Regions from separate parts of the Mus musculus genome. Here all the other regions are linked to region 1. The links are chromatin contacts, called in public Hi-C, HiCAR-type, HiChIP or PLAC-seq and promoter capture Hi-C maps. All regions are on one chromosome and are shown on one strand. The core of a region is the stretch at or near the end of the contact, and the rest is flanking DNA. Distances in the headings are between cores, read along the strand shown. Region 1 holds the start of Dnajb5 (DnaJ heat shock protein family (Hsp40) member B5). Region 2 holds the start of Aco1 (aconitase 1). Region 3 holds the start of Shb (src homology 2 domain-containing transforming protein B). Region 4 holds the start of Slc25a51 (solute carrier family 25, member 51). Region 5 holds the start of Exosc3 (exosome component 3). Region 6 holds the start of Aptx (aprataxin). Region 7 holds the start of 1700055D18Rik (RIKEN cDNA 1700055D18 gene).

Region 1 (3,926 bases), core at 1,024-3,523:
GTGCCATCCTTTAGCCTTTTTGAGGTGTAGCCAACCCTTGTAAAACAGGGAGAACCAGAGTCTTTCTAACAATGTCCTGGCAGCCAGAGCTGAGGCCTGCCTTTCTGCCCCTGACTACCTCACAGTAGTAAAGTGTACAAGGCGTCCTGGCAGGAGTGAGGGCTGTGACAGTTAAGGGGGCCCCAGATAGGCAGGGAGAGTGACCTTAGCTCCTGCCTGCTGCAGGTGGCTAGGTTGACTCATGGTACTGAAAGCCACCTCACTCTGACAAAGAGAAGGCACTATAAAGGCGGGTACTCCCCCATCTCCCCACACCAGCATGTCACGCCTGTGGGGGAGCCTAGAGTTGGGGGAGGCAGAGAAGAAAGATCATCTGGAGGAGGGCAGCCATTTTCGGAAACGGCATTAAAAGCAGTCTGAGAGGGAGATGGGTGGTCTGCCATCTTTGCCTCAGCCCACACTTTCTCTCCCCCAGGACAGGAAGAAACCTAGAACAGCAGCAACAGGGTGCCCAGGGAACTCCAGCGGCTTCCAGGCAGAGGGCAGTGACCCAGCTTACCAGCCCACCCACCGTTTGTAGTCCTTCAATATCTCTTCCCCACCACAGCCAGCTTCCTCTCCGGCACCCACCTGCTAGCTGCTCTAGACCCATAATTCTCTTGCCTCTACAGACACAGGGCAAACTCTCAGGACCTGCCTCCTTTCCCTCCTTCTTTCCACCCTCCTTCCCTCTCCCTCCCCACAAGCCACGTGGTAGGATGACAAAGGAGCCCCAAGGCATGGCTCTGCCTTTGATGAAGAATGAGTATGTCAAGGTAGAGCTAGGGATGAAAGAAAAAATGAGGACAGATAGCAAGAGGGACCATCAAGTACAGGGAGGAGACAGGGTCTGACGGACAGGGATGAGAGATGACAAAAGGAAAAGGCTGAAGTGGACCACACGTTACTGATGGGTTGGGAGGGAGAACCTAAGAGCTGAAATATTGGAGATATTCGTGGAAACATGAGTTTGAGAGAGAGATGAATGACATGGGGTACAATTCATTCAAAAGTACAGGTGAGGTCAAGGGGACTCATGCACATACCGGGGGGAGATGAGGATGACAGGGAGGAAGGAAGGAGGCAATGCAGGGAATGGCTGATGTGGAGAATCTGACTTGGCATGGGTATGAGCGCCCTTCTCAGGAGGGACTTACCGAAACTTTACAAACCCATTCAGCGTCCACGCTCGAAGTTTTAAGGGCTCCAGCTGAATTTTAAACATCAAGCTGGCTAAGAAGTCTTCTCCCCAGAAGTGTGGGAAGCTCCGGAAAGCTCCTCGAGCCTGCAGTGGGGGTGCTGCTGGGGGTGGGCAGGACAGCACTGTGCGCTTAAACATGCCCAGCCAAGCCCCTCACCTCTGATCGCTCCACCGGAGCCTGCTTGGGACGCTGTAGCTCTGGAAGCCACCTCCTCAGATTCCCAGAGGCCGTGACCCAGCAAGGCCTGTATCGTGCCCAGGGAGCTGGACCCGGTCCCCAGGTGTAGAGTGCAGAGAGAGGATCCAGTGGCCACCTGCTCTCAGGTGCAGCAGTGTCTGGCTGAATGATGTGAGCGCCTGTTCGGCTGTGTGACAGTGAGGCTGGCAGTGACAGTGTGTAGTTGTTGAGTGGCAGCGTGTGTACCTGTGACAGGTGTGATAGTGAGGGCCTGAGAGTCAGTGAGCTCCTCTCGCCTCTCTGGGGAGGACCCAAGCCCAATCCCCAAGAACCTACTCAATGAAGTCACTGACGGGGAGTCTCCTCCCCCGCAGATGGGCGGGGAGGGGCGGGGCAGAGCCGAGCCTGGCCCGGACAAAAGGCGCGGCAGGGAGAGGAAGGAAGGGGGTTCGCGCGGGGGAGGGGGGTCGGTGATGTCACCCCAGCTGGCTGGCTGGCCTGCTCAGAAACGCCTCCGCCCGGCGCAACCCAATCCGACCCGACCCAACCCGACCCTTGTCGCAGATACCCAGCACCTGGCAGACCCCGAGCTCCCAGGCCCCTCACCCCTACGACAGAGGAGACTATGGGCCCACGGTGTCCCAACCCCCCATACCAGGACCTCTCTTCTCGACGCCCCACTCCCGGGACCCCCGAGTCCTCGCTCAGCGCCCTCACCGGTGAGGAGCTGCGGGCGCCGCCGCGGTCCTTCTATCAGCCGCTGCCCCCTCCCCCGGCTCCGGCTCCGCCGCCTCCACTCGGGACAGGAGTCGCCTGCCCGCCGGCCGCAGACAGCGGGACCGGGAGCCCGCCCCCACGGCTCCGCCTCCGCGCTTCCCATTGCCCGGTCTATCCGTCACTCAGCTCAGACTCTTCTGTGATTGGATACCTCTCAACGAGCGTCCGGGTGATAGCCACCTCTTCTCCGCCCCTGTCACCCGGCCACACGCGCACACATTCCGGGCAGTGATTGGTGTGGGTGTGATTGGTGCCCTCTGGGATCAATCAACCACACCTCTTCTCCATCTCGTCGTGTTATTGGTGAAAAGAACATAGGGAGGCAACTCCAGGCGCCCTTTGATTTTATTGGCTGGTCCCTGTGATTTCGACCCAAGCCAGTGTGGGCAACTATATTAGTCCAGTCTCCAGTATGAGAAGGTGAGACATTCTAGCCACCGCCTGAGTCCAGGGAGAACCTTCTGGAACGAGTGCAACCTCAAAGACAACCTATTAGGAAAGCTGCACTCATCAGTTGTTGGTGACACCAGGCATTCTTTCGAGTCGAAGGAGAGGCAAAGGCTCTGGATCAGTATCCAAAGCTCATCCCTTCTTACTCGTCTTCTATCAGATTGTGATCCAACTTGACCTGGCCTGGTTTAGCTTTCCCTTGTCTTGACCTGGGATTGACCTGCCATGGTTTAACTGTAACACAAAACAGAGCCGGATAGAGCTGAGATTCTAAGTGCCCCTGTGATTATCCTCTGCGCTAGTAACTGGTAACACCTTCCTGAGTCTCTGTCCAGATGCCCTCCATCTTCAGTCCTTTCACAGCGGCTCGCTTAGGAGCAGTGGCTTCTCAGCCACTTGGAGTCCACAGTGTCCAGTTCAACCTCGTTATAAACTAACCTTCCATCTTCTCCTCGCTGCCCGCCCCCCCCCCCCGTCCTTTTTCTTACCCCCTGTGATACCTGGTCTTCCCTCACACCAAATTTCTGCCCTGTTCTGTATCTTTTTACTTCCCCCTCCATCTCCCGCCTTTTGTCTTAATTCTTAATTCAATTCCCTGCTTCCATAGTCTGCAATCTCATAGCTCATAGTTCCCCCTTTAATCTTTTACCTCAGCTTTTCATGATCCTCTTTCTTAGCACCCTCATGCACTGTCATCTCTGGCCCCCCAGCCCCCTAGTAAATCATTAAATCTCAGCCCCAGTGTCCCCGATACTCGGAGCAGGCGGGCCTGCGGAGGCGGTCGCCAGCGGAAGCCGCCGCTCCAGCAGACACCGAGCTTGGCGCCCACGTTACTGTCTCCCAGGCCCATCTGTGCTGGAGGGAGCGGGGGGGGGGGGTGGATGGGGGTAATCTGGGGGTGAAGAGGGGGAGGGGGTTCTTGGGAGATTTGGTGACAAAGGCTTGAGAAAATTCTCTCACCTTATTCTTCGCCAGTTCTCAGGACCGGATTTAGATATCTATGAGGCCATGAAGAGCAGTTGGAACTGTAAACTGAGGCTTGGAGTACCTAGGCCCCAGAATAGGGCAGGAAAGGGGACTGGGTCTTTGGGGGTGGGGGGCAAGTTCTGCATATTCTTAACAACCCTTCTTTTCCCATTGTTCCACATGAACTCCCAAGTGCAAAGGAATTTGAGTTTAAAATAGAAAAAGGAGCTAGGGTGAAAAGAGGAGTTGGGCAGAGGGGCAAGGAAGGGGGTGTGGAGCCCGCAGTATGAGGACTGAACAGGTATCTGGTTGAAG
Region 2 (3,926 bases), core at 1,051-3,550, 2.8 Mb after region 1:
CACAATGCGAGGCCAAGAACGGACACAGGTTGGGAGGGACTTTCCTATGCAGACTCTAGTGGTCGCATGAGGAGGTATCTGCTCCTAAAAGACAGGAGATTGGAGCAAACAAGACAAACAATGTTGTTTGTCGGGGAAAAGGTAATAAATACCATTTATTTTAATTGTCATCTTTACATGTAGGCCTCTGGTTTCCTTTGCATGTGCTTTTTTTGATGCACACCTTCCTAGCAGGTATTGCTTTCTTACATGACCGTGTTTCATGTACACATACAGGCAGGAAATGATCTCAACTGGACGGTACTTACCTATGCTCTTGACTGTAAATTCCAGACAGGCCCTTCACCTTCTAAAATCATTCATTTCCCAAGGTCCAGAAGAGTTGGAGCTGAGATAAACATCTACTCAAGGATGAATAAGAGAGGCTCCAGTATCAACAATGTGTATAACAAGAACACAAGGGCTCAGATCCCAGCCCCCTTCTCCCGACTGTGGGAGCAACAGCATGAGGACAATCATTTCTAATGTATTACTTAAAGTGCTGAAGCTGCTCAATCAGAACACAATAGCCTCTTTGGGTAGAGGATTAAGAAACTTGTTTGCTTTGAGGTATACATTTTTTGATAATATGTATATAACTTCTATCTCAAATTCCTGTAGACAGCATGAAACAAAGGAAAGACTCTAATGCAGGGTTCCATCTATCACACACAGACACAATGGGCAACTGCTTTCCAGTGGCAGAGGCAGGACCACACACAGAGCTCACCAGGAATGTGGAAGTGGCAGAATTCGGAGACTGGGACACCATACTTCAACAGACCCAAGGCTAGAAACCCCCAACAGAACTGAACACAGGGATAAGGAGGCAAAAACATGCCACCTGGTGTTTTAGACATGACCTCTCAACTGCTTGGTAATCTTACAGCAACCCCTACACATTTGGCATGGTCTAGTCACACCCACCTCCCTGAACTCACAGGTCTGGTGTGCTACATCAGGTTTACACACATCAACTCAGCAGGCACAGAAACAACCAAGGCACACATGAACATCACCCAAAGCCACCACCAACTGTGGGGATCTCGTATTCCGTTGGAAAGTGAGGTCCAGAGTGCTCCTGGGTATCAGAGGTTAACTCCTCCACGGTGCGGAATGGAAGAACCATAAATAAAGTGGCAAACCCAGTGAACTATGCCTCCTAAGCACTGGCTACTTCGGTGGTTCTAAAGTATGCTGCAGAGAAACACAGGCGCAGGTGTTTGGACGGTCAAAACCACTCTTTAAGCAATACAATGTTACATTTTCACCAATATACTTAAAAGTCTTCAGAAGCTACATGACCTGTCATACTGCAACAGGCTGAGTGTCTTCTAAGCAGAGATTTGCAGGAAGGTTAAAGAATGCCATTCTTAATAACAGTGTTTTGGAAACTACAGAATCGGTCTATCTGAATTAAGTATATTAAGTGTCTATACGCTGTATTTATACACTGCAAAAATCAATAGGTACAATCTATATAACAAAGGTTCTTTAGGCGCGCTGCCGGTCCTAAATGCAAAAGTTCGGCAACTTCTGCTGGGAGGCTGTCATGCGTGCTGCAGGGAGATCTGCGGTTCTAGTGCACTGGGCTGGCCAGAGTGGTACAGTCCCGTTCTCCTTGGGTTTCTCAATCAATCACCTTGGACTCTATGCCCTTCCACTGAGGGGGCTCTTACCCTCACCCCGCCTGCCTTCGCCCCGTGCTGGGGACTCCAATCTGCCGGGCACAATCGTTCCTTTCTATCCCGTGGGCTGGGCCTGGCACAATGACACCCCGGCGGTGCGGCCCTCACACCAAGGCGAGAACTCCCGGGGCGCCGAGTAGAGCCACTCCCAGTCCAGAGCGACGCAGGCTGGGGAGCGAGTAGAGAGGTCACCCCAGGAGCCAGCTCCACCGCCTCCCCGCAGCTCTCCCCGTGTCCTCGGGTCTGCACCCGTGGGAAAGGCCTGCACGGACGCCCCGGGGCCGCGTGGTACTCACCGCTCACAGTGCAGTTCCCGGAGCACACAGGCGGGTGCTAGCAATGTCCCAGGCCGACTCCGCGCTCCTCCCACTGAGCGGTCCTCCGGACGCTCCGGCAGCGAGGCGGGACCGGTGGAGAGCGGGCCGGAACCAGCTGCTGCGGGAGAGGGGCGGGGCCCGGGCCTCACTCCGCCCCCCGAGGGGCGGAGCCTGGGCACCTCCTCCCTCTAGAAGCTGCAAGCGATGGCTGAAGCTTGCAGTCTAGTCCGGGTGCGCCCTCCCTTCGGAACCTTCCGATCTTGGCAGATGGGCGGAGTCTAGGGCCTATTCCGCCCCAAGGCCCAGATCTGACTTGAGGTTGCGGCCAAGGGGCAGAGCTTGGGAACACCTCTTCTTTCCAGAGCCTGAAGGCAGACCATACCGAGGGACGAGTCCCAGGCCCCTACATGGCCAGGTTTAGGGGCTGGGCACCGTCCCACCCCTAGAACAAGAGACTCGTGGCCACGGACGGGGGCGGAGCCTAGGACCTGCTCCACCCCTCTGTACCTCCTAGGCCCGAAGGCCCGAAGCTGAAGGCTATTGATCTTCGTGGCTCCTCCCCATAGGCGGGAGAAACTGGGCCCCGAGGCTGCATCTAGCTTTGCTAGTGGCTCAGTCCCAGGAAGTGTAGAGCCGATTTCTAGGCTTTTCCTCTTTTGGAGCGTGGAGAAGGCTGACTGTCCCTCACGAGGGGCAGAGTGTGACATGTAACTGCCTGACTAACGTAGGGAGCCTTAGGATTTCTGTTGCTGCGATGAAACGCCATGACCAAAAAGCAAGCTGAGGAGAAAGGGGTTTATTTGGCTTACACTTCCAATTCACTGGAGGAAGTCAGGACAGGAACACAAGCAGGGCTAGAACCTGGAAGCAAGCACTGATGCAGAGGCCGTGGGGGTGATGCTTAATGCCTTGCTTCCATGCCTTGCTCAGCCTGCTTTATCATAGAACTCAGGACTACCAGCCTAGGTGAGACCACTCACCATGGGCTGGGCCCTCTCCCATTGAGAAAATGGTGAGAAAATGCCTTACAGCTGGATCTCATGGAGGCATTTTCTCAACTGAGACTCCTTCCTCTCTGATGACTAATTTGTGTCAAGTTGGCACACAAAACGCCACCTTTCTTTTAAATGCTGGGTGGTAAGTACGTTTTCTGAGTGCCTCTTCCAGTGTCCCCCACCTCCTCCACCTTGCCCTTCACTTCCTATTCCTACCCCAACTACTGTTTTGTTTTAGATTTCTTCCCGAGGGTTTAGTTGTTTGGGGTTTTTGGTTTGATTTTTGAGTCAGATACTCATGGGCCCCAGGCAGGCTTAGAGCTCATTGTTTGGTGGAACTCCCCAGACCTTGGACTCCCTACATCTACCTTTAAAGTGCCGGGACTGCAGGTTCTGTCCCACCACACCCAGCTCTTATAAAAGGCAGTTTCTCCGTTATTACTAGCTCAAAGCACAGGAAGTATACATCAGGAGCACACTTCAACATGTCTGTAGCTTACACAGAATGCAAACTTTCTATATATAAAACTTGGTTTTAGCCTACAGCAACCCATTAATTACAGCACATGCTGTCCACCGATCTAAAGTCTGAGCTGTGAGACTGAGTGGGGGTTCCGTCCATGCTTAGCAGTTTAGCCTCTCAAGTCAATGTGAATTTGGAAACATGATTGATTAGCTCTAGATGAAAGGATGTAAGGTTTTGCTGCCCAGATCATTTGGAAATTCAGTGTAGGCTTCTACATTGAGTTAACACGAACGAGCATCATATAGGGAGAATGACTAGTAACTAGTATGTCAAGCACTTGGCTAGCGATGGGTTTTGCTGCTCTAGGTTGCTCCCTTAGTGTTGAAGGCCCTGAGTTCCAGGAACTCATCACAGGGTGGAT
Region 3 (3,926 bases), core at 786-3,285, 2.6 Mb before region 1:
GTTACACAGGGACTCTGGAAGCTCTTGGCATAATACTATAGCATTACAATAATTCTGGCTTGCAAATTATAGCCCAGAAGAAACCTTACAGGAGCGACAACTCTGACTCTGTGGCCAGCTGAAAGCAGAATGTGAAAAAAATAAGTTGTGAAATACAACTTCGCTTCCTAAACCTTCAGAAAAGCAAGATACTGTTTCCATGTGCAGCACACATGCAGGGAGCAGAGAACAGGCCTCCAGACCCTGGGGAGGACTTTCTTGGCCCAGGTGGCCTGGCTGACTGCCAGGATCTGGCTTCCTTTCCTTCCTGAGCCTAGAAGCTGGAGGGAGGGGGCGGGACGGGGGTGGGGCTTAAAACGAGGATGTCCTGGTCGGTCAGGTTTTTTCCCCTTAATTGGGGCCTCCCTCCATGCAGCATGATTAAGTGCTTGCGCAGCAGAGCAAGGATTTAAAGGGTAATTTGAGACATATAAGTGTAGGGATACCCAAAATAAGCATCTCAGCATCAACTTCTGGGGTCTCTCCCTATCTATGCTCCACACACCAAACGTTCAGCCTTGTCCTGTGTGCAGAGTTTAAGACTATTTCCTAAGGATGCTAAATGAATAGGTCTCAGGTAAGAAATAAGTGGGAATGTTATCGGAGATTGTTGGGGTTCAGGTAGCAGTGGGGTTTGGGAAATTCAAGTGGTCTTAGGGAACGAGAGAGGCAAGTAGTCTGACTACGTGGGGCTGAGCAGATAGATTGGAGCCTTCGGAGTCATGGGTCTGCCTTTTTCTAGTGTGGTGTCGCTGGAGCCTGAGTCTGGTAGGTCGCAGGGAGAGTTTGGAAGAGGTCACATTGTGCCTTACCAGGTCCCGAAGTCTCAGGATGAGAGTCTGACCTCCAGTACTAGCAGATCCTGGATTTGCTCTCTACTTCGATAGGTTACTGTTCCTACAGGACACAGGAAAAACAGTGTGTCCAACCTATATATAATGTACAGGTGACAGGTGAAATTACGGTCACAGTGTGTTATTTTGGCAAATCACCATTCTGAAGGACGGTTTCAGCTCAGAGGTACTCAAGGGGGATGGGGGGTGGGGCTGGCCAAATAGAACTTCCAAACATATCTAACATCTAGAAGGCAGATATCTTATTTCATTTTCAGGCAGTATTTTGTTCTTGACAAGGCTCCTGCTACCCCCTCTGAGAGCAGACTCAGAAAGCTACCCCCCTTTGGCCTGGGTTTCCTCACGTTTGGATAATAACTCCATTGTCTTAAGTTACATCATCACAGTGCCACCAGATCCTAGTCATCCATGTATAATCTACCTCGGGGCCTCAGTTTCTCCATCTGGAAAACTGTCTCTGGATTAAATAGAGTCTCGCCAGCTCCGGCAACCTTAAGCGTTAAATGTTTACATAGCTGGTTCCACTAGGTTGGCAGTGAACAGGGTTAAAGCCCCACTTCCTAGAAGGTGAAAAGGTAAGCAAACAGTCCGACCTCCCCTTAGCCTTGCTCAGGGATTGGTGCCCCGCCTGGTCCCAGCCGCCTATCCCGTCCGGATCCGTCATCTGGATTGCTAATACACTCATTAGCATAAAGAGTTTTTCCGAAGACCCGGCGCCGGAAAAGCTGAACCGGAGTCTCTGTCCCTTTAAAGAGAAGAGGGACAGCCACTCTCTCATTTTAGGGCATCTCCTCTGCATGGTCCTCTCGGTCAACTAGAGGTCGTGCGTTAGTCCAGCCTGCCTACCACCTCGATGGTGGACATCCATTCCTAGAGTGCACGGCGCGTGGGCCCCCAGGGACTGTGCTGACTGCTTTGGCTTCAAAGAGCCGCAGTCCCTGCTGGAGGGAGGCACGGCCTGCCAAGCCGCAGGACGCGGGCGCCCTAGGGCAGGACCCCGGAGCTGGCGCCCAGGCGGCCGCAGGAGGTGGCTCGTGCAGTCGTGAGGAGGTTCCTGGCTGCACGCGGGGGCGTGGCCTAGGAGGGGCGTGGCATTGGCGGAGGGGTGGGGCCTGCGGGAAGGGGCGGGGCCGCGGCGCTGGGCGGGTTCTGGCGGCCGAGTGTCACACACGCGGCGGCTCGGGAGGCGGCAGCAGAGGCAGCGGCAGAGCCAGGCGCCGCCGGGACGGGCAGGGGCGCGCGGGCTCCGCCAGGCGCCGGCCGCCTCCCTCATTCGTTCGCTTGTTTTCCGACCCGCAGTGGGGCCGGGCTCGCCCCCGTGCACTCGAGAAGCCCGCAGCTGGCCGCGGCTCGCACGGGGCAGGGGCGCGCTCCGCGAGGGTGGGGGCGCTGGGTGCGGGCGTGCGCGGCGGGGGGCGCCTGGCCTTCCGCTCTAGGCGGCCCGGGTCCCTATGAGACACGTCTGTGCGGGGCGCGAGATCCAAAGCTCGGTCGGCGCGCGGCAGGGGCGGAGGGCTGTGCAGCAGCGGCCGGAGCCAGGCGGCGGCCGGCAGGAGGCGGCGGCTGCGAGAACTTGAACTTGGCGACCGGTGCCCCGCACGCCCCCCACCGGGGCAGGGGCGTTGCGGGACTGGGCGACAGCGTTGTCCCCCGAATGGCCGCGGCGGCGGACCGGGCTCGCGCGCCGCGGCCCTAGGCGGCCCTTCGCCATGGCCAAGTGGCTGAACAAGTACTTCAGCTTGGGCAACAGCAAGACTAAGAGTCCGCCGCAGCCGCCGAGGCCGGACTACCGGGAGCAGCGGCGCCGGGGCGAGCGACGAGAGCAGCCCCCGCAGGCCGTGCCGCAGGCCTGCTCGGCGTCCTCGGCGTCCTGTGGGTCGGCCGCCGCCTGCTTCTCGGCCTCGTCGGGCTCTCTGCCCGACGACAGCGGCAGCACGAGTGACCTCATCCGCGCCTACCGCGCGCAGAAGGAGCGCGACTTCGAGGACCCGTACAACGGGCCGGGCTCGTCGCTGCGCAAACTGCGAGCTATGTGCCGCCTGGACTACTGCGGCGGCGGCGGCGGCGGGGACCCCGGCGGGGGCCAGCGCGCCTTCACGGCGGCAGCGGGAGCTGCGGGCTGCTGCTGCGCGGCGGCGGGAGCGGGCGCCGCCGCGTCCTCGTCCTCATCCTCCGGCTCCCCGCACCTCTACCGCAGCAGCAGCGAGCGGCGGCCGACGACGCCGGCGGAGGTGCGCTACATCTCCCCTAAGCACCGACTCATCAAAGTGGAGAGCGCGAGCGCTGCGGGGGACCCTCCGGGAGGCGTGTGCTCTGGCGGCCGTACCTGGAGCCCGACGACCTGCGGAGGCAAAAAACTGCTCAACAAGTGCTCCGCCGAGGAGACCGGAGCTGGTCAGAAAGATAAGGTAAGCTCCAAAGCTATTGGTGCGCTTGGGGAACTGAGGCACTGCCACGTTTCCCATCCCTTGCATCAACTTTGCTCTGGCATCCTGGGGTCTAGGCTACAGCGCTCATTTTGCCAGATGGTGATTAGACTCCGACTCTTTGGTTCCTGCTCCCCAAACGCACCCTTGCGGATCCCAGAGCCAGAGCGAGAGCACCCCGTCTAACTACCCAGAAGACAGACCCAGCCAGCCCTTCCGGCTCCCCCAGTAAAGTTAGCAGCGGCTGGCCTAAAAGAGCATTTACTCTCGTTTACCCCGGGGTCCCTGTAGTGGTCCCCCTCCCAGATGCAGATGGGAATTGAGGTCTAGAATGGGAAAGGGAATCTCCGGGTCGTAGATTTCCTTATTGGCTGTCCCAGAATATCTGTATGTGTGTAAATGCTTCTAAACGTCCCACTCTGCGTGCCAGGTTTCCGAAGCCAAGCGGCCTTTTGTACTAGAGCGATATTGGGAACCCCCATGCAGGCTTTTCCGGTGTTAAGGTTCGTCCTCCCAGAGAATTTACCCATCTGGCCTTTCCCACCCGCTCTCCCCAGCTCCGCAGGCAGTCTGCTAAAAAGAGACCCTTCTCTGCCCACTTCATTCT
Region 4 (3,926 bases), core at 752-3,251, 2.5 Mb before region 1:
ATTCACAGAAGCCAAGGCAAACATAATTTTGAGGTAAATGCCCTTTCCCCAATTGTTGCCTGGTTGTTCTAAACCATGAGATCCAAAAACCTGTCCCTTGTGCTTATGACAGGGGAGGGAGGTTTGCACTAACAGGCCCACTATCTGGCATTTACTGTCTTATTCCCTCCCACTGTTGAGGTGACTTCCTTCTCTGGCCCATATTCCATCAGATCACCCTGAGGCCCAGTTCAAACACCTCTTACCCCATGAATCTGTCCCTGGTTCCTTATTGTGGGGCACTGGGCTCTGCACAGACAGGCTGGTCTCCAGTCGAGCTGAGGTCTGAACCCCGGTGGTCATAGGATAGGGAAACTCTGGCGGGGTGTGGGCCTTTTTTCCCTTTTCCCACTTCCCCCGGGCCCCGTTTTTTTGTTCCCACACCTTCTCAAGGGGAAAGCCTCTCATACTTCTGCTTTTGTAGGCTTTGGGTCCATCAGACTCTGACCTCCCTTGGAGGTACCTGCTGCACAGCTGGCACCTCCTCAGGGAGCCATGACTGTACGTGTGGCAGAGGACACTAGCAGTGTGGCCCAACCCAAAATCAGGAACTTATTTTAAGACTTGAGGGTTGGGTGCTGGAGAGGTTGCTTGGTCACTCAGTTAAGAACATACACTGTGCCGGGCCGTTGGTGGCGCACACCTTTAATCTCAGCACTCGGGAGGCAGAGGCAGGTGGATTTCTGAGTTCGAGGCCAGCCTGGTCTACAGAGTGAGTTCCAGGACAGCCAGGGCTATACAGAGAAACTCTGTCTCGAAAATAACCAAACCAAACAAACAAACAAACAAAAAAAGGGGCTGGGGACTTAGCTCAGTGGTAGAGCGCTTGCCTAGCAAGCACAAGGCCCTGGGTTCGGTCCTCAGCTCTGGAAAAAAAAAGAAAAAGAAAAAGAAAAAGAAAAAGAAAAGAACATATACTCTTCTTGAGTCTGGCACCCACATGGGACAGTTCACAGCCTTTAATAATTCCAGGATCAAGAAATCTGAAGCCCTATTCTGGCCTCTCTGGGTACTTATACACATGTGCTAACAGTAGAATAAATCTATTTTCTTTTAAAAAAGAAATGTTTTGTAATTTTTTTTCCTCTTAGGAACTCATTGACTGGATCTCTAGGCAAACTTCCTTAAAGGAGGCTTTGAAATACCAAGATTGACACTCCCGTTTGCTGACGCTAGAAGGCGTGGCCTAGGAGGCGTGGTTTCCGACAGCTTCAGAAACCTGTAAACACTAAGCAGGCTGGGTCACCCACCTGGAACGGTGTGTAATGGTGAGATAATCCCAGTCCTAAGAGGCAAGCTGGTCGCACATTCAGGAGTCTGCTGAAGAGCCTGCCCACGAAGGCTGACTTTGTCCTTTCTGTCCACTGACATTTATCGCCTGTGGTTCTGCAAATCAGAACCATTGTTCAAATGTCACAACATGGAGGAACCCACTCATGGAAGAGACGAATAACTTGCCAAAAGTCACTCAAGGGATGTCACGGCTATAATTCTGACCCGGCTCTCCTAACTCACAGCAGGGTTCTCCTTCCAAGACTCCACAAACTGTGTGTGCATCTAAGGAAAAAGAGGCTAGCTGTATGACCTCATGTACAACTCAGGTGTCCTGTGAAGTGCGGTGACAAAGAGCTCTCCACCAAGCTTTGAGATCGCCTCATCAGAAGCTTTCGCGCCTCCACGCACGCGCTATCTACAGCCCTGGATCTCAACAGACTACACGCTAAATGACGCGCTTGCTGTTTTGTGGAACAACGAGGCCACCGTATAACTTCAGCTTAAGTCAGGGGGGCGGGGAGACTAGCGGCACCCCCACAGCCTGGCAAAAGGTGCGACAAGAGTCAGTACCGGACCGGACGCAGTACAAGGCAGCTATAGCGCTACCCAGACCCTGAGCGAGGCAGGGCCCTGGTCACGTGGCTCGACGACGTCCCGCCCCGCCCCGCCCCGCCCCTGCCTGGGTCGGACCAGTCTGCGCCTGCGCGGGCGCGGGCTCGCTCGCCAGCCGTCCTGCGGGCTTGCGCCCCGGGCCGTGGGTGAGTCCTGGGTGGGGTGCGGTGGGGAGCGGAGGCCGCTGTGCTGCCCTAGCTTCGGGCCAGAGAGAAGGGAGGCTTGAAGCAGGGTCGCGGGCTGCCGAGCTCCAGGTCCTGCGCTCTCCACGCGTCCGGGTCCCGGCAGCTGCGGCCCGGCTCCGGCCGAGGGCCCTGTGGTGCTGCGGCGCGCTCCGGCAGGGAGGCGCCCACAGCTCGGGAGATGCAGGCCCCGGGGGATCGCGGTGGCCCGTGGTTCCCTTTGTCTGCCACCCGCGGGATCGCGGCGGCCCGTGGTATCCGGTGGTGCTGGCCATTCCGCCCAGCGCCTCTCCGTCCTCCCCGAGTGGGCAGATGGAAGCCTGGAGAATGCTCGTTCCGAGGCACCATGTTTCATCACGCAGGAAAGAGTCTAAGGCGGGCGGGTGGGTGGGCGGGCGTCAATTGTTCCCTTCTGTGCGGATTGTTGTAGCTAGCTTAGGTAGAGGATGGCAGCGCCTCGGCCATGTTTACGACTTTTAGCTTAACCTTTGTCTTGGCCCCTACAGGCTGCCCAGCTGGTCCTAGTGCCCACCTTCTGGTTGTCAGTTTTTACCTGTTGTCTATTGAGCAGAATGAATTGTGTGTGGAGTTACCGTACCAAAATGGATCTCCGGCGCCTTTGCTTTGAAAGGATTTGAAGACTCGGATCCAGGGCACATGAGAAACCAGAGTCGTCACCCTTAGCGTTTCTTAGGGCGACATGACACTTCTGACAAGAATTGACTCTAGTCTCCTTTGTCAGATAGAAGCTAAGATAATGGGTTTTTTTGTCACAGCTGTTGCTTTGCATTTGCAGTGGTAAAATCCTGCTGTAACTAGCACTTGAACCCTGCCTGACCCTGGTTTTGTATGCTGACTCAGACCTGCTGACTAGTGGGAATTCACGTCTTTTAAGAATTACAGTCACCCTTTGCCCTGTTTTTGGTCAAAGACCTTTGTACTAAGGTCATATCTGGCTTTTGCATATCCCTGTGGGCTGAAAGTTACATTGAGTATTTAGAATTTACACTGTGCTTACATCACAGAAGTTTGACCCTTATTGGATCAAAGTGGATTTTGCTCCCTTGTGTTAGGTTCGGTGCCTTACAGCAAACTAGAGCAGTCGTAGTAAATACATTTTATAGTAAGTTGCAAAAGATTATCATTTGGAAGTATTTAAATAGGAACCAGTTTATCAGAGTTAAGTTAGTGATCTGAGTGTTGTTATAAAACATGCCATGTTTTAAAGTTTATATATATATATTTGGGGAGGGAGGTTGGGGGGCTCTAATGTGCCAAGGCGCTTGAATGGAGGTCAGAGGACAACTTTCCAGAATTTTTCTCCCACCTCTCGATTGAGCTGATTGGCAGTTAGCTCCTTACTTGATGAGCCTTCTAAACTCTTATCAGAACACTGCACACTGTTTTTCCTTCTTGTTGCTGCATTAAGAAACTTGTTACAGGCTGCAGAGATGGCTCAGCTGTTAAAGCTGTTAAGCTCATAACCCAAAAAAAAAAAAAAAAAAAAGACGCTAGTCACACCACCCTGGTAGGCAGGGTGCAGCTGACAGGAATGCTTTAAGTCTGACATCTGGGAGGTTTGCAAAACATTACATTTTAGCTAAGCATAGTGGTGCACACCTTTAGTCCCAGCACTCTAGGGGGCAGAGGCAGGTGGTTCTCTTGAGTTCAAGGCCAGCCTGTCTACACATCAGGTTCCAGGACAGCCAGGGCTACACAGAGAAACCCTGTCTCAAAAAAGGCACTTTTTTTTCTGTATAAGACCCTTAATATCTAATAATGTAAGTGGTCAAAAATATTTCTAACATTTCTTATGGT
Region 5 (3,926 bases), core at 722-3,221, 2.4 Mb before region 1:
CTCCACCTTTCAGAGGCCTGACATCACTGAATACACCAAAGGCATAGCATTGAGCCATTGAATTAAAGTGGGCTTGGTTGGTTAGTCACAGAATACCTATCGTTTTTTGAGACCTGAGTTATAAAGGAAGAAAGAAGCATAATTTACCTCTGCCCAGAGAACGTCTCTCTGTGAGAGACTAACCAAGTGGTACAGTCTAGGGGGCTTGAAAGGAAAAAAAATGGCGCTCGACAGGTGGAAGCAGAAACCTCTCAAATGCAGACGACATAATCAGCTGTTGAAGAAAGCTCTTTATGAGGAGTGAAGAAAACCACAAACTGGACACCAAGAAAAAGACCCTTTTCAAAATACATAGGGGATTCAGCACCCCAAATCCAATCTTTTCTGGAGAACTGGCGTTTTTAAAGTCTTTGAAGAGTCTCTCCCCCCCCCCTCCCCCAAATGTAGGGTTGGTCGATTTGAATAAAGAATTGATGGTGAATTAGGCCAGAACTGTTGTGTAATGTGTCCTGTGCAGGCCTTGAACTTGTTCAACCGGCCCATCAGCAGGGGGCTTGCTGTTGTTGCAGGTGAGAGTTAAAAGTGTGGGGGTCCCTGCAAGCTCTGCTGCCAGCGGATCCCCAGAAAGTAAGAAGTAAACGTGGTTCAGCATGACTTAGCCGGGCTGGTACAAACTTCGGGAGTCTGACTCCAGTTTATTTTTATTTATTTATTTATTACTTATTTAAACAGTAAAACTTTCAAAAGAAAAAAAAAAAGGTTTTCTTGTGACAACTATTACCACAAAGCTTAGGACACGGTTATATCTAAACTCCCTTGCAAAGTGCATGTTTTCTTGAAAAGCACCATGACCTCTTCCACAAGAGTGGGTTCTGTTGACTGAGAAAACATGCTCAGGAGAAGAGCCTAGGGAGGAAAGGTTTTTATAATCATAATAGCAAACTCTTTTTCAAATCCATGAGATCTCTCTTATAAGGATGGAGTCTATGGACTGGAAATGCTCAGGAAAAGGGGGATTCAGGTGAGAGCTAGCTCCACAGAATGGTAAAATTACCTGGTATTCAACAACCTCCATTCCAGCCTTCCAAGTGAATAGCTGTCAATTTCTTCCATTGAAGAAAAAGATCTGCATGTTTAACAATTCTGGTTTCTATAGGACTACCTGGAAGCACATGCCCTCCTACCCTCTACACAAAAGCCTACACAGCCTTTTTTTGAGGCTGCTAAGCTTGTATTGAGTTAGGAGGTTGAGGTTGAGGAAGAAGTTAGCCAACTTGACAATTCATCACCTGTTACCTAGCCGTGGCTCCTCTCCTTATCTGCCTACCTCGGAGTCTTACTCTCAGTCTTTCAATAGCACTAATTAACAACTTGGCTGGGGCACTTGTATTTCAGTTGTCCCTTATATCCAGGGATTAAATGGCTTGCCAGCATTTTACCAAATTTGCAGGAATTGTGATGCCCCTTCCCTAAAAAAAAAATCTATAAACTCGAGTTGGCAGCAAAGCATCAAGCAACTGATCTCAGTCAATGCCAAGGCCTTCAGTGCTGTTGGAGAACTGAATCAATTACTCATTGAAGATGCCGACAGAGAAACGCTGGTTTCACAGATAACCCCAAAGTCAGAAAACTGTAAGTTCTTAAGTTCTTGCACATTGTGGGTTTTGGATTTAACAGTTTCTCACATAGCTGTTAGTGTGCTCCCAAAGAAGTAGCTGGGAGAATTCCTGAGTTACCGATGTTCCCAAGCCACTGAAGAGATGAACTCAAGTAGGTGAAAAGGTGTGATGTGTGTGGGAGGAGGTGGGAGATTGTTACATTAGGTACCGTGAAGCTACAGACACAGGGCAGGGAGTAGCACCCATGGGATGAAGCGAGTATCTCCCAAGCTCAAGTCCAACTCAGAAAGCCCACAACCACCGGAAAGAGATGACCCTGGTGGGCGGGTAGCGGAAGCGGAAGTAGATACCGGAAGCTGCGATGGTGACGCCTGCCATGGCTGAAGTACTGTCCGCGGGACCGGAGTCGGTGGCGGGCTGCCGAGCACGGGCCGTGCACAAGGTGCTGAATCAGGTGGTTCTCCCCGGGGAGGAGCTGGTGCTGCCGGACCACGAGGACGTAGACGGCCTTGGCGGCGCCGGGGAGCAGCCGTTACGCCTGAATGCGGGTGCGCGCCCGAGGCTGCGCGTAGTGTGTGGCCCAGGTTTGCGACGCTGCGGGGACCGTCTGCTGGTCACCAAGTGTGGCCGCCTGCGTCACAAGGAGCCCAGCGGAGGCGGCGGCGGCGTTTACTGGGTGGACTCGCAGCAGAAGCGGGTGAGCGGATGTCGGAGAGGCGGCGCTGCCGCGAAAGTGGGCCCCCTGCAAGCGATCATAGGTTAAGGCGAATCTAGAGCCGCGGTGGCTTCTAGCCCCCTCTCTGCATCTTCTTTAGAGGAACCACAATAGGAACACATCCTGAGAAGGGTGACAGGAGAGAAAGGTTCCGTGAGATCTTGTCTTGAAAAACCCAAAGCCTCGGGGTTGCCATTTGGTGTCCCAGTTGCAATGAGTCCAAATAAATCACAGGGAATTAAAATTCCCATAGAATAATTAAGAGCTTTCACTTAGGAATAATGTCAAATGGAGTGGGTTTCCTTGAATGTAAAGATTCTTGTGCCACCAGACTTGTAAAGGATGCTGAGAAAACTTGAAACTTGATCAAGTGTGAATTAGACGTTCATAAAGTTGGACTGGTGCGGGCCGGTTTTGTAGTTGCAGCTACATGGGGAGTATGAGTTGGCTGGATAGGTTGAGACCCACCCTGATCAACCTAGATGAAAGTTTCAGAAGATATTTTGTAATGATATTTGTATTATTTATGACTGTTCTTTCATTCTGCTTTTAGTATGTACCTGTGAAAGGGGACCACGTGATTGGCATAGTGATCGCTAAATCTGGAGATATATTCAAAGTTGATGTTGGAGGGAGTGAGCCAGCGTCTTTGTCTTACCTGGCATTTGAAGGGGCAACTAAAAGAAACAGACCAAATGTGCAGGTAATAATGGGAGTCTTTGGTTTCAACAAGAAAAAATATCCACTCCCGAGAAAGTTAACTATCCAGAGGGCTACTTGAATTGTCTTCAAAGCATAAACCAGTTCTCCAAGACAGTTTATAAGAGTTTCTCAGGCGCTGCGGCTCCAGAAGTATTGCTGTATGTCATGTTTGCAGCCTTGGTTCTTTTCTACCGGGTTGAAGAGTTACATCTGCTATCCCCCTCCTTACCTGTCATGTCTGAATCCACCCCATGAGGAAAATGGCCCTAGTCTAAGGGCCATGGGCACTATTGGCTATCTGTTCATCATGGCTCTAAATCCTTGGAGCTGGAGCTGACAGAAGAGTAATCTTGTTTCTGTAGGTTTTCAGGTTGGGCTTTCTGGGTAGTTTAGCCATGTTCTTCCTGAACACCTGAGCCAGAAATGTGCTGGCCTCTCTGCTGCTTTTTCTTCAACTCTCAAGGGTCTTTAGTCACTCAATCTTATTTGTTCCTTCTCTTATCTTTTGTATGCCAACCCCTTTGTCTCACTTTTGACAGGAGCGGGCAACAATCTTATGAACTCATTAAAAAAAAAAATCTCATTAAAAAAAGGATTGTTCAAATCACACAGAGAGCATTGTACTCAGGGGTCTTTCCTCGTGGTTTCTGTTACTTCATGGAACCATATTTAAGCTTCACAGTGTAACTGGGCTTTGTTTCCTTCCCTTGGGTCTTTATTAATGGTGTTCCTGTTTGGAGCTGTGTCCTCAGCCCTAGGAGACATCACCTTTGAGGTCCAGGCTGACTGAGTTGATGACTGTCTCATCGTCACTTGTCCTGCATATTCACCACACACTGGGTTCATTCTCATTGCCCTGTGCAGGACCACATGCCCAGGAAGCCGGAAAA
Region 6 (3,926 bases), core at 807-3,306, 2.2 Mb after region 1:
TGGGGGGGGGAAGACAAACAAGAAAGAATAATAGGGGGTTGGAGAGATGGATCAGTAGGAACACTGGCTACTCCTCCCACCTCACAGTCTCTTATAACTTCAGTCCCAGGGATCTGCTTTCTTCTGACCTCCTCAGGCACCAGGTACACACATGGTGTACAGACATACATGCACGAAAAACACTCACACACATTAAAAATCAATAAATTAAAAAAGAATATGGGCTGGAGAGATGGTTCAGTGGTTAAGAGCACTGACTGCTGCTCTTCCAGAGGTCCTGAGTTCAATTCCAGCAACCACATGGTGGCTCACAACCATCTGTAGATGGGATCTGATGCCCTCTTCTTGTGTATCTGAGGACCGTGACAGTGTATTCATATAAATAAAATAAATCTTAAAAAGTATTAAAAAAATAAAAACCCAAAGAAAAACATTAGCCTTAAAAAGGATCTTTTGACTTGTGCCACATTGTAGATGAAACTTGACACCTAGCTAAGTGAAAGAAAATGATTACAAAAACCAACACTACATGATTTCACTTAAATGGTATTTCCAGATTGGTTAAACCCATGGAAGCTAAGAGCAGAATAGTGGGGCTTTAGGGTGACAAAAATTAGTAGTTGTTTGATTCATAGAGAAACTGAAAAAATTTTGGTGCGTAGTCCCCTAGCAATGTGAACCCCAGTGAATGTCTTAAGTGCCTGCCACGCCCTTGACCGTGCATTGTTCCAAACAACCTTGCTTTTCTGGTCAGTGCACTGCAGACAATGGAATAGACCTAATACAGTGGCTAGGAAAACTCTGCTCAATTCTGCACAAATGACCCAGTTTAATTTTTAGCTGTACGAGACACAATGGAGACTGCGTAGAAGTCTTGGCTAAGAGGCCTAATCCTGAGGGAAAACGCAAACTGTCGGGTCACCAGATCTGCCTTGATGTCTTAGGCAGTTATGGACCACGTTCTCAGCCTTGAGGTTTGTACAGCTTGAGATTCCTCCTCCCTTCCTGCTCTGATCCTAACATACACCCGCATCTTCTTTGTCAACAAAAGCACGGCTTTCCCTTGCTCTCAGGGACATCCTCCCATCCTGTCTTGTCATCTCCATCAGACAGTGGAGCCTGCTTTTTCAAGAAAACAATAGTAACCCATTTGATCAAGAAACAAAAGAGCTCTTAGCTGAGAGTGGGGACGAAGACCTGTCATCCCAGTATTTCAGAGGTAGACGCAGGGGATCTTGAGTTTGTGATTAGTCTAGGGCACAGTGAAACCTTGTCTAAACAACCCCCCCACCCCCAAAAAAGGGGGCCTCCGTAAGGTTCAGTTTCGACTGCGTTTCAGATTCTACACTCTGATTTTACTCACGAGATAGGAATTCTTTCATCTGCCAAGAAGTCTTTAGTGATTTACAATACAAGACTTTCAGGGAACGTCCTGGAATTGCTATAAAAATCAGTACACATATGTCATCCCAACCTCCTGCTGATTGCCCTCAGTTCATTTAGAGAAGACATCATAAAAAAAAAATCTTAGCAGGGTTCCTCTGTCTCTCTCTTCAGTCTTTTTTCTCCTTATAGAGAGAAAGAAAAGTGTAATTTTAACGTGGGTGGTAAGGCACTCCAGCCTGTAGTTTAAACGATGGCTTCAAAGCTGTGTTTGGTAGCTCACATCTGCAATCCCAGCACTGGGGGAATCTAAGGAGATTCTCGCGAGTTCAAGACCAATTTGGGCTACAGAACGAATTTCTCTCACTACCTCCAACCTCGTTCTTTCCCTTTCAAAGATGGCTTTAACTTATAGCAAGCTTCCTGAGGAGGAAGTGCTAAAAGGCGACATGGCTGCGTAGATGAGCCACAGAAGACTGCTGTCTGAAATCTCTCCGGATTCAGACAACCGGGAGGCTGCGAGCAAAGGAGCTATCCTCACGGGGGACAACTAGCGGCTAGCGCCACTGTTCTACCTGGGTATCGGGCGAGAAAACGTTCCAGCCAATTCTCGAAAAGATACTGGAATCATCACCGGTTGCTAGGCAGCCGTTTGTGACGTCATCTCTCAGCACCGGAAGCGGCGAGGCGCAGTAGAGCAGCGTGAAGTTTGTGGGTGTCCACAGTCGAGGTAAGTTAATGGTCCGCCTGCCTTCGTAGTTTGCTGGGTTAGAAGCGGGCAGGGGCATTTGGCCCGGGCTGCTAACTCGGAGCGGTGACCTTGAGGGTGGAGTTCGAGGTTTCTTTCTTCTGGGCGGATTAGGCTCCACCCCTTGGTCTTGCTCAGGTGGGCGTGTTTCAGAGTTTTGTTTCCGCCGCATTGTTCCGGCCTCCCACCCTCCCCGCCCCCCATCCCCACCCGGCTCCTGTACCTAGTTGGCTGCCAGATCAGCATGAAAAGATTTAGAGATAAGAGTGGACAAAGTCCATGCAGCGGGGCTGTTCAGCCTGACAGGAAAGTGTTTCTGCCAGAAACGCCTTCCAAGAGTAACTCGAGGTGCACTAGCAGTGTCCCCAGCGGGCCTTAAGAATGCCGGAAGCAGTGTAAGGTCTTTCTCTTTACAATGCAGAGATTCAACAAAGCAGGGGTTTTTGAAATGACACCAATTTGGAATTGCTGGGTAATTACTTTTGAGAAATCGACATATATTGGGGATTTCGTAAGAGGCCCTTCCTCCCCACTTAATTTTAGAGGTCTCCTGTAGCCCAGCTGGCCTCCTCAAATTTCTGATCCTCTTGTCCCTACCTCCCAGTGATGGGATACAGGCGTTTGCCACTGGGCTTGGACAATTTTTTTTCTTCTTCAAGATGGGTAACAGTATGTAGGGTAGTCTAACCTCAAACTTCTGGATATCCTGTATTAGCCAGGAGCCATGCTGCATTCTTGAAAGATGGTATGTGCAGGTAAAGGTGCCTGCATGTATGTCTGGGGAGGGAAGAGTGAGGATGTTGGCCAGTGGAGCCAGTCTGTGAAATACTTAGCCTAATTCCTCTGAGAAATTAGAAGCTGAGAGTCTTAAGTTCAAGTCTGTGTTGGACATTAGTCCACACTCACTTGTGCTTATGCAACTTTAAGTTTAATTGGAAATTCAGTTCCTTACTTGTGTTAATGGCCCTTCAAAAGCTCAGTTATCAGTGTGGCTTGAAGGTTTACTACATTTCCATTGTTGAAGAAAATTCTTGTGCTAACAGCGCTTCAAGATAGATTTCTGGCCTCATGTCACTTGCCCTGTCATTTGGGTTTCCTAACGTCATTGTTTGTATATGCTAGGCCCAGGGCGTGGCACTAATAGGAACTGTGGCCTTGTTGGAGTAGGTGTGTCACTGTGGGTGTGGACTTTAAGACCCTTGTCCTAGTTGCATGGAAGCCAGTCTTCTCCTAGCTGCCTTCAGAACAAGAGGTGGAACTCTCAGCTCCTCCAGCCCTATGTCTGCCTGAACACTGCCATGTTCCCACCTTGATAATAGTGGACTGAACCTCTGAACCTGTAAGCCAGCCCTAATTAAATGTTGTCCTTATATGAGTTGCCTTGGTCATGGTGTCTCTTCATAGCAATGGAAACCCTAACTAAGACACCTAGGACTCAAAAATAGCTAGGTGGGGTCTGGTGAGATGGCTCAGCAGTTAAGAGCACCTTTTGGAGGTCATGAGTTCAAATCCTAGCAACCACATGGTGGCTCATCTGTAATGAGAAACAAATAAAGAACCTATGGGCCGGAGAGAGTGGGCCCTGGAGCAAGCGGGATTGGAGCAAGAGGGAGAAAAGGGAAGGGGAAAAAAGAGCTGGGTGGTGTTGGTGGTACATGACTTTAATCCCAGCGGGAGGCAGAGGCAGGTGAACCTCTTGAGTATGAGGACAGCCTTGTCTATAGTTCCAGGACAACCAAGGCTACACAAAGAAACTCTGTCTGGAAAAAGGAAAACCAACCAACCAGAATTAATC
Region 7 (3,926 bases), core at 516-3,015, 2.1 Mb before region 1:
AATAAAAACAAAGAGCTAGGCGGTGGTGGCACACGCCTTTGATCCCAGCACTCGGGAGGCAGAAGCATGCAGATTTCTGAGTTTGAGGCCAGCCTGGTCTACAAAGTGAGTTCCAGGACAGCCAGGGCTATACAGAGAAACCCTGTCTCAAAAAACAAAAACAAAAACAACAAAAAAAAGAATCAGTGCTTTATATTAAATCTTGTTAAACATATAAGTGTTCTCATTTTCATGACATTTATTAAATCATTAAAACAATTACCAAAATAACACATATTGGATGTATACTAGTATAAAACACAGAAACTATGGATAATAAAATTGTAGTAACCCATAATCTCACATCCCTTTAAGAGAGCCATTGCTAACATTCTGTTTCATCTCTTGGGTTTATCTCTGTGCATATGCACTTTTTCTTCTTTAACAGGGTCTTACTATATAATCCTGCTTGGTCTGTAACACATTGTGTAGACCAGGCTGGTCTCAAACTCAAACTCATAGTGGTCCATCTGCTTCTGCCTCCCAGTACTGGGATAAAATGTGTGAGCTACCACACCAGGTTCTATTTTTGTGTAATTATTATTCTACTGTATTCGGCTCTGTATGCTCTCTTAAAAAACATTTTGTAGTGGGAGTGGATGGTAGAAAAGGGAGAGAATGTCAGGAGCTAAAGGGTTAATCTGGAAAGGAAACTGGGATGAGGGAAAGGGGAGGGTATTGAGGGCATCCTCTTCCCCATTTTAACTGGTCAATAAAGGCTGAGGCCTGTAATTGGGCAGGGGAGGGGAGAGGTGGGAGGTCTTGGAGAGTAGGGACAGGTAGAGAGGAGAAGGGAAGGGGAGAGGACTGAAGAAGAGGAGGAGCAGAACCACGTGGCCAGGAGAAACTGCAAATAGCAAAGGGTCTCGCAGCTGGGGAATAAGTTAGCACAGTGCTAGAGCTGTCCAGTCTAGGTACATAGCTTATATTTATAACTGGATTGTGTGGTTTTTATATGGGTTTATTGGGGTTGGGAACTGGTGCAAACTAAGGATGGATGAAGCCCTAGGAAACCCTATTAGCTTGTGAACCAACTAAGAATTTTATACTATCCTTCACTTGGGAAAAGGGATTGCTTGCTTATTAATTGACTTAGTAGGGCTCATCCCTTGTGGCCTGTCCATTCTCACGCAGGCGTGAACTGAGCACAAGGACAGCTGAGCCCAAGCCAGGAGGTAGCTTTAGTCTACGGTTTGTTTGAATTCTTCCCAGGACTTTCCGAAACCATGGTGATAAGCCCAGTAAACACTTCCTCTTCCAAACTGCTTTGTTCAGTTTTATCAAAGTAACAGGAAAGCTATCTAGAACACATAATCTTGATTTTACTGCTCGGTGGTATACCGCAAGAGGCCAAGGCGGCAGCCGGGCCTTCCTCTTTCCCACCCGGTCCAGCAGACTCTTTTGCGGCATTGATAAGAGGGCTGAGCCCTGAAGTTTTAAGGTGGTGGCGACTGTAAACTTGATTCTGGAGTTGATGGCTTGGTGGGCACACGTCGGACTGAGTTCCGACCCTCCCGTTGCTATGCTGGACGTCTGGGCAACTGAGACGCGATGCGGGCGACGATCCACCCAACCACCATTAGACCGACGGCATTTCCTACTCATTGTGAAGCTCGCCATTCGTCTCACTCGGCTTCTTGGGGTTCCGTTTACATCTTTTCTCAAACCTACAAGTTAGAAGTAATCTCCAGCTCACAGCGAGAGGAAGTCACCTGTCCTTCAGACTCCAGGTCACAGTCAGCGCGAGCCAATGGAGGGACTCAGGGCTGGCAGTAGTCATTGCGATTGGCTCAAGTAGACGGAAAACACTAGCTTTCCTTATTCATGCTGAGTTCTGATTGGGCGTGACATAAAATAGCTTTTCTACAGGCCAAACCTGGTGTTGCTAAGTGATAAGTCCCGCCTTCAAAGATCTTTGAGAACAGTTTTACGGGCTGTAAGGCAAATTGTGATTGGTCAGAGCGCTCACGGATGCTGTGGTAGTAAACACAGCCGGGGTCCTGGGATGGCGGATTGGTCAGATTTTCAGAACGTCACTCCTACTGTGGCCCCGCCCTCCTGATGATTGGCCATTGGAGGCCTGTGGAGGCGGTGACATGGGTACCTCACATCCGTTTACTGTAGGCCTCCGCCGGGTCCTCAAAGAACCGCGCGAACGGGCTGAAGGAGCCGGGAGCGAGGGGCGGGGCGGGCGGAAGTCACAGCCGGGGAAGCCAGTCTGGACCTTCCCGCCTCCTTCCTCAGGGTCGGTCCGAGCGGAGGAGGGCCACCGCCTCCTCCTGCGAGGAGAAGGGGGGCGGAGCCCGGCTCAGGTGAGGCGACCCTATCAGCTAGAGTGGCCTGGGCGCGCGCGCGCGGGGCGCGCTCACGTGCAGGCGGTTGTGCACCGGGAGCGCGCCGAGGCATCGGGGAGCGCGCAGCCGTTCCGGGGCCGCCTGTCCACCCTGTCTTACTGCTGAGGGGTATTGTTACCCTTCGCCTCGGTGGGGCCAGGAGGGTGGTAGCTCAGTTCTTGTGCGCAGGCGTCCCCTGTGTCCCGACGCCCGGCTGTCGGTGCGGGGTGGGCAGGGACTAGTGCCCTGCAGATCTGCTGCTGGACATGGAGCCTCTCGGGATGCTGTGGGAACCCGCGCTCGGGATCTGCATCCTAGCGGGATGAGCCGAGGAGCGGCTGCCCTGCGGGATGGAGGCGAGTGGCTCTCTTGATCCTGCCCTGGGTCCTCCTGAGCGATGAGGTTTCGTTTCATCAGAGCAAGGCCATAAGCTGTCTGGATTCGGGAGCCAGCGGCCGACGACAGGGGTGGAGTCAGCGTTTGGGAATGCCCCAACTTGTTAGACAAAAGTGTTTAGTAGGCATTTATTGAATGGCCACTTCTTCCAGGCTTCGTGCGAGGAGCTGTGGGGTGCGGTGGTAAGAGACAGCGGTCCCATCTTCCCCTGGAGGACCGACTGCTTAGCACATAAACAACAGTAGAAATAAGGGAGCGGTTTAAGGGTTTCTGCTTTGTTTTGTTTTTCTAAAGTGCCACTTACTATGGTCAGTCTGCGTCCGAGCATCGTGGCGAACACTGTAGGAACCACATTTTGGTTATTTTTATTTTTGGAGGAAAATTTTTGGGTCAAAGACTCTTGATTACCTTAGTAGCGTGATCTGAGTCTAGGTAATTAAAATTAATAAAATTCGCAATTTTCAAGGACTGAAAGAAAAACATTTCCAAAATATGTTCTTGTACTGCTGAGTTGAATTTACATACATTTAGGTTTTTAGAGATTGAAGGGAATACTGTGCCTTACTCGTTCGTGATTTGTCTTTGTATGACATGTGTACTTTATATGGTTTTAAAAAGTGGACCGGGCACTTCGTTAGTTTGCTAGAGATTTTTGCTTTCATTTTCTGAAAAGTCTCGTGGTTGGCAGTAAGCTAAAGGCTTACTGGGTAGGGGAAAGGAGATGGGCAAAAGAGAGTGTTAAGAGAAAAGCTTGCAAGCTAAAGGAAGGCCACTTTAACCCTTCTGGAAATCTCAGCGAGCTTGGGAAGAGGAGAGACAGAGCTGGCCTCTGCTGCAGCCTTGGTGACCCGCCAGGTAAGGTCAATAGATCGAGGGCTCATTCTGGGCACTGGGGTTTTGCTAAGTAAATGGAAGTAGGACTTTGTGAGAAGTCTGTTTTCGGAAGATTTGCTTTTTTTTCCCCCTTCCCTAAAAGTTGGGTGAAAACAAAACTTTTTTTTTGTCTGCTGGGGTGCTGGCCGTTTTTTATTCTAGATGTGTTTCCAGCAGAATTCTGCTGAATTGATGAGTAATGAGATTTTGGGGAAAAGCATTTTAAAGAAGGGGTGTTTCCCTAATTTTAAGGGTCAGTGTGTTCAGAAGAGACTACTCTAGACT

The links. Promoter capture Hi-C pulls out the DNA fragments that hold promoters and counts their contacts. A called contact is a pair of places that touch in the nucleus more often than the background predicts. HiCAR-type assays count read pairs that join an accessible place to other places. HiChIP or PLAC-seq counts read pairs in DNA pulled down with a chosen protein or histone mark. Capture Hi-C pulls out chosen DNA fragments and counts their contacts.
Region 2: a Hi-C map of B cells shows a contact between it and region 1, with 7 read pairs. The contact joins the promoter of Aco1 here to the promoter of Dnajb5 in region 1. A contact is called at or near these places in 1 of 39 promoter capture datasets (pre-B cells), 2 of 484 Hi-C or Micro-C datasets (B cells and CD4 T cells), 1 of 115 datasets of contacts at active chromatin or transcription factors (thymic regulatory T cells) and 1 of 9 other capture datasets (liver).
Region 3: a contact with region 1 is called in a promoter capture Hi-C map of adipose tissue, with 4 times the contacts expected there. The contact joins the promoter of Shb here to the promoter of Dnajb5 in region 1. A contact is called at or near these places in 1 of 484 Hi-C or Micro-C datasets (embryonic stem cells) and 2 of 9 other capture datasets (adipose tissue and liver).
Region 4: a contact with region 1 is called in a HiCAR-type map of astrocytes, with 2.9 times the contacts expected there. The contact joins the promoter of Slc25a51 here to the promoter of Dnajb5 in region 1. A contact is called at or near these places in 3 of 484 Hi-C or Micro-C datasets (CD4 T cells, CD8 T cells and regulatory T cells) and 1 of 115 datasets of contacts at active chromatin or transcription factors (astrocytes).
Region 5: a contact with region 1 is called in a promoter capture Hi-C map of liver, with 5 times the contacts expected there. The contact joins the promoter of Exosc3 here to the promoter of Dnajb5 in region 1. A contact is called at or near these places in 3 of 39 promoter capture datasets (liver and pre-B cells).
Region 6: an H3K27ac HiChIP or PLAC-seq map of double positive thymocytes shows a contact between it and region 1, with 7 times the contacts expected there. The contact joins the promoter of Aptx here to the promoter of Dnajb5 in region 1. A contact is called at or near these places in 1 of 39 promoter capture datasets (pre-B cells) and 1 of 115 datasets of contacts at active chromatin or transcription factors (double positive thymocytes).
Region 7: a promoter capture Hi-C map of adipose tissue shows a contact between it and region 1, with 2.7 times the contacts expected there. The contact joins the promoter of 1700055D18Rik here to the promoter of Dnajb5 in region 1. A contact is called at or near these places in 2 of 39 promoter capture datasets (liver and neutrophils), 1 of 484 Hi-C or Micro-C datasets (CD4 T cells) and 2 of 9 other capture datasets (adipose tissue and liver).

Annotation. Positions count from the first base shown.
Region 1 is chr4:42,948,214-42,952,139 of GRCm38.p6, reverse strand. It overlaps Dnajb5 (DnaJ heat shock protein family (Hsp40) member B5), which reads right to left and starts at 2,273. Exons shown (of 5, transcript NM_001355438.1): 1 at 2,136-2,273; 2 at 1,197-1,664. The coding sequence starts at 1,378.
Region 2 is chr4:40,141,639-40,145,564 of GRCm38.p6, reverse strand. Aco1 (aconitase 1) reads right to left here and starts at 2,300. Exons shown (of 21, transcript NM_007386.2): 1 at 2,024-2,300.
Region 3 is chr4:45,528,937-45,532,862 of GRCm38.p6, reverse strand. It overlaps Shb (src homology 2 domain-containing transforming protein B), which reads left to right and starts at 2,035. Exons shown (of 6, transcript NM_001033306.1): 1 at 2,035-3,301. The coding sequence starts at 2,603.
Region 4 is chr4:45,406,841-45,410,766 of GRCm38.p6, reverse strand. It overlaps Slc25a51 (solute carrier family 25, member 51), which reads left to right and starts at 2,001. Exons shown (of 3, transcript NM_001009949.3): 1 at 2,001-2,072. It overlaps Gm46852 (a long non-coding RNA gene), which reads right to left and starts at 1,377. Exons shown (of 3, transcript XR_001784277.2): 1 at 1,290-1,377.
Region 5 is chr4:45,318,661-45,322,586 of GRCm38.p6, reverse strand. It overlaps Exosc3 (exosome component 3), which reads left to right and starts at 1,971. Exons shown (of 4, transcript NM_025513.4): 1 at 1,971-2,316; 2 at 2,888-3,037. The coding sequence starts at 1,996.
Region 6 is chr4:40,701,324-40,705,249 of GRCm38.p6, reverse strand. It overlaps Aptx (aprataxin), which reads left to right and starts at 2,056. Exons shown (of 8, transcript NM_001025444.3): 1 at 2,056-2,113.
Region 7 is chr4:45,010,649-45,014,574 of GRCm38.p6, reverse strand. 1700055D18Rik (RIKEN cDNA 1700055D18 gene) reads right to left here and starts at 1,765. Exons shown (of 1, transcript NR_166789.1): 1 at 224-1,765. It overlaps Zbtb5 (zinc finger and BTB domain containing 5), which reads left to right and starts at 2,163. Exons shown (of 2, transcript NM_173399.3): 1 at 2,163-2,351.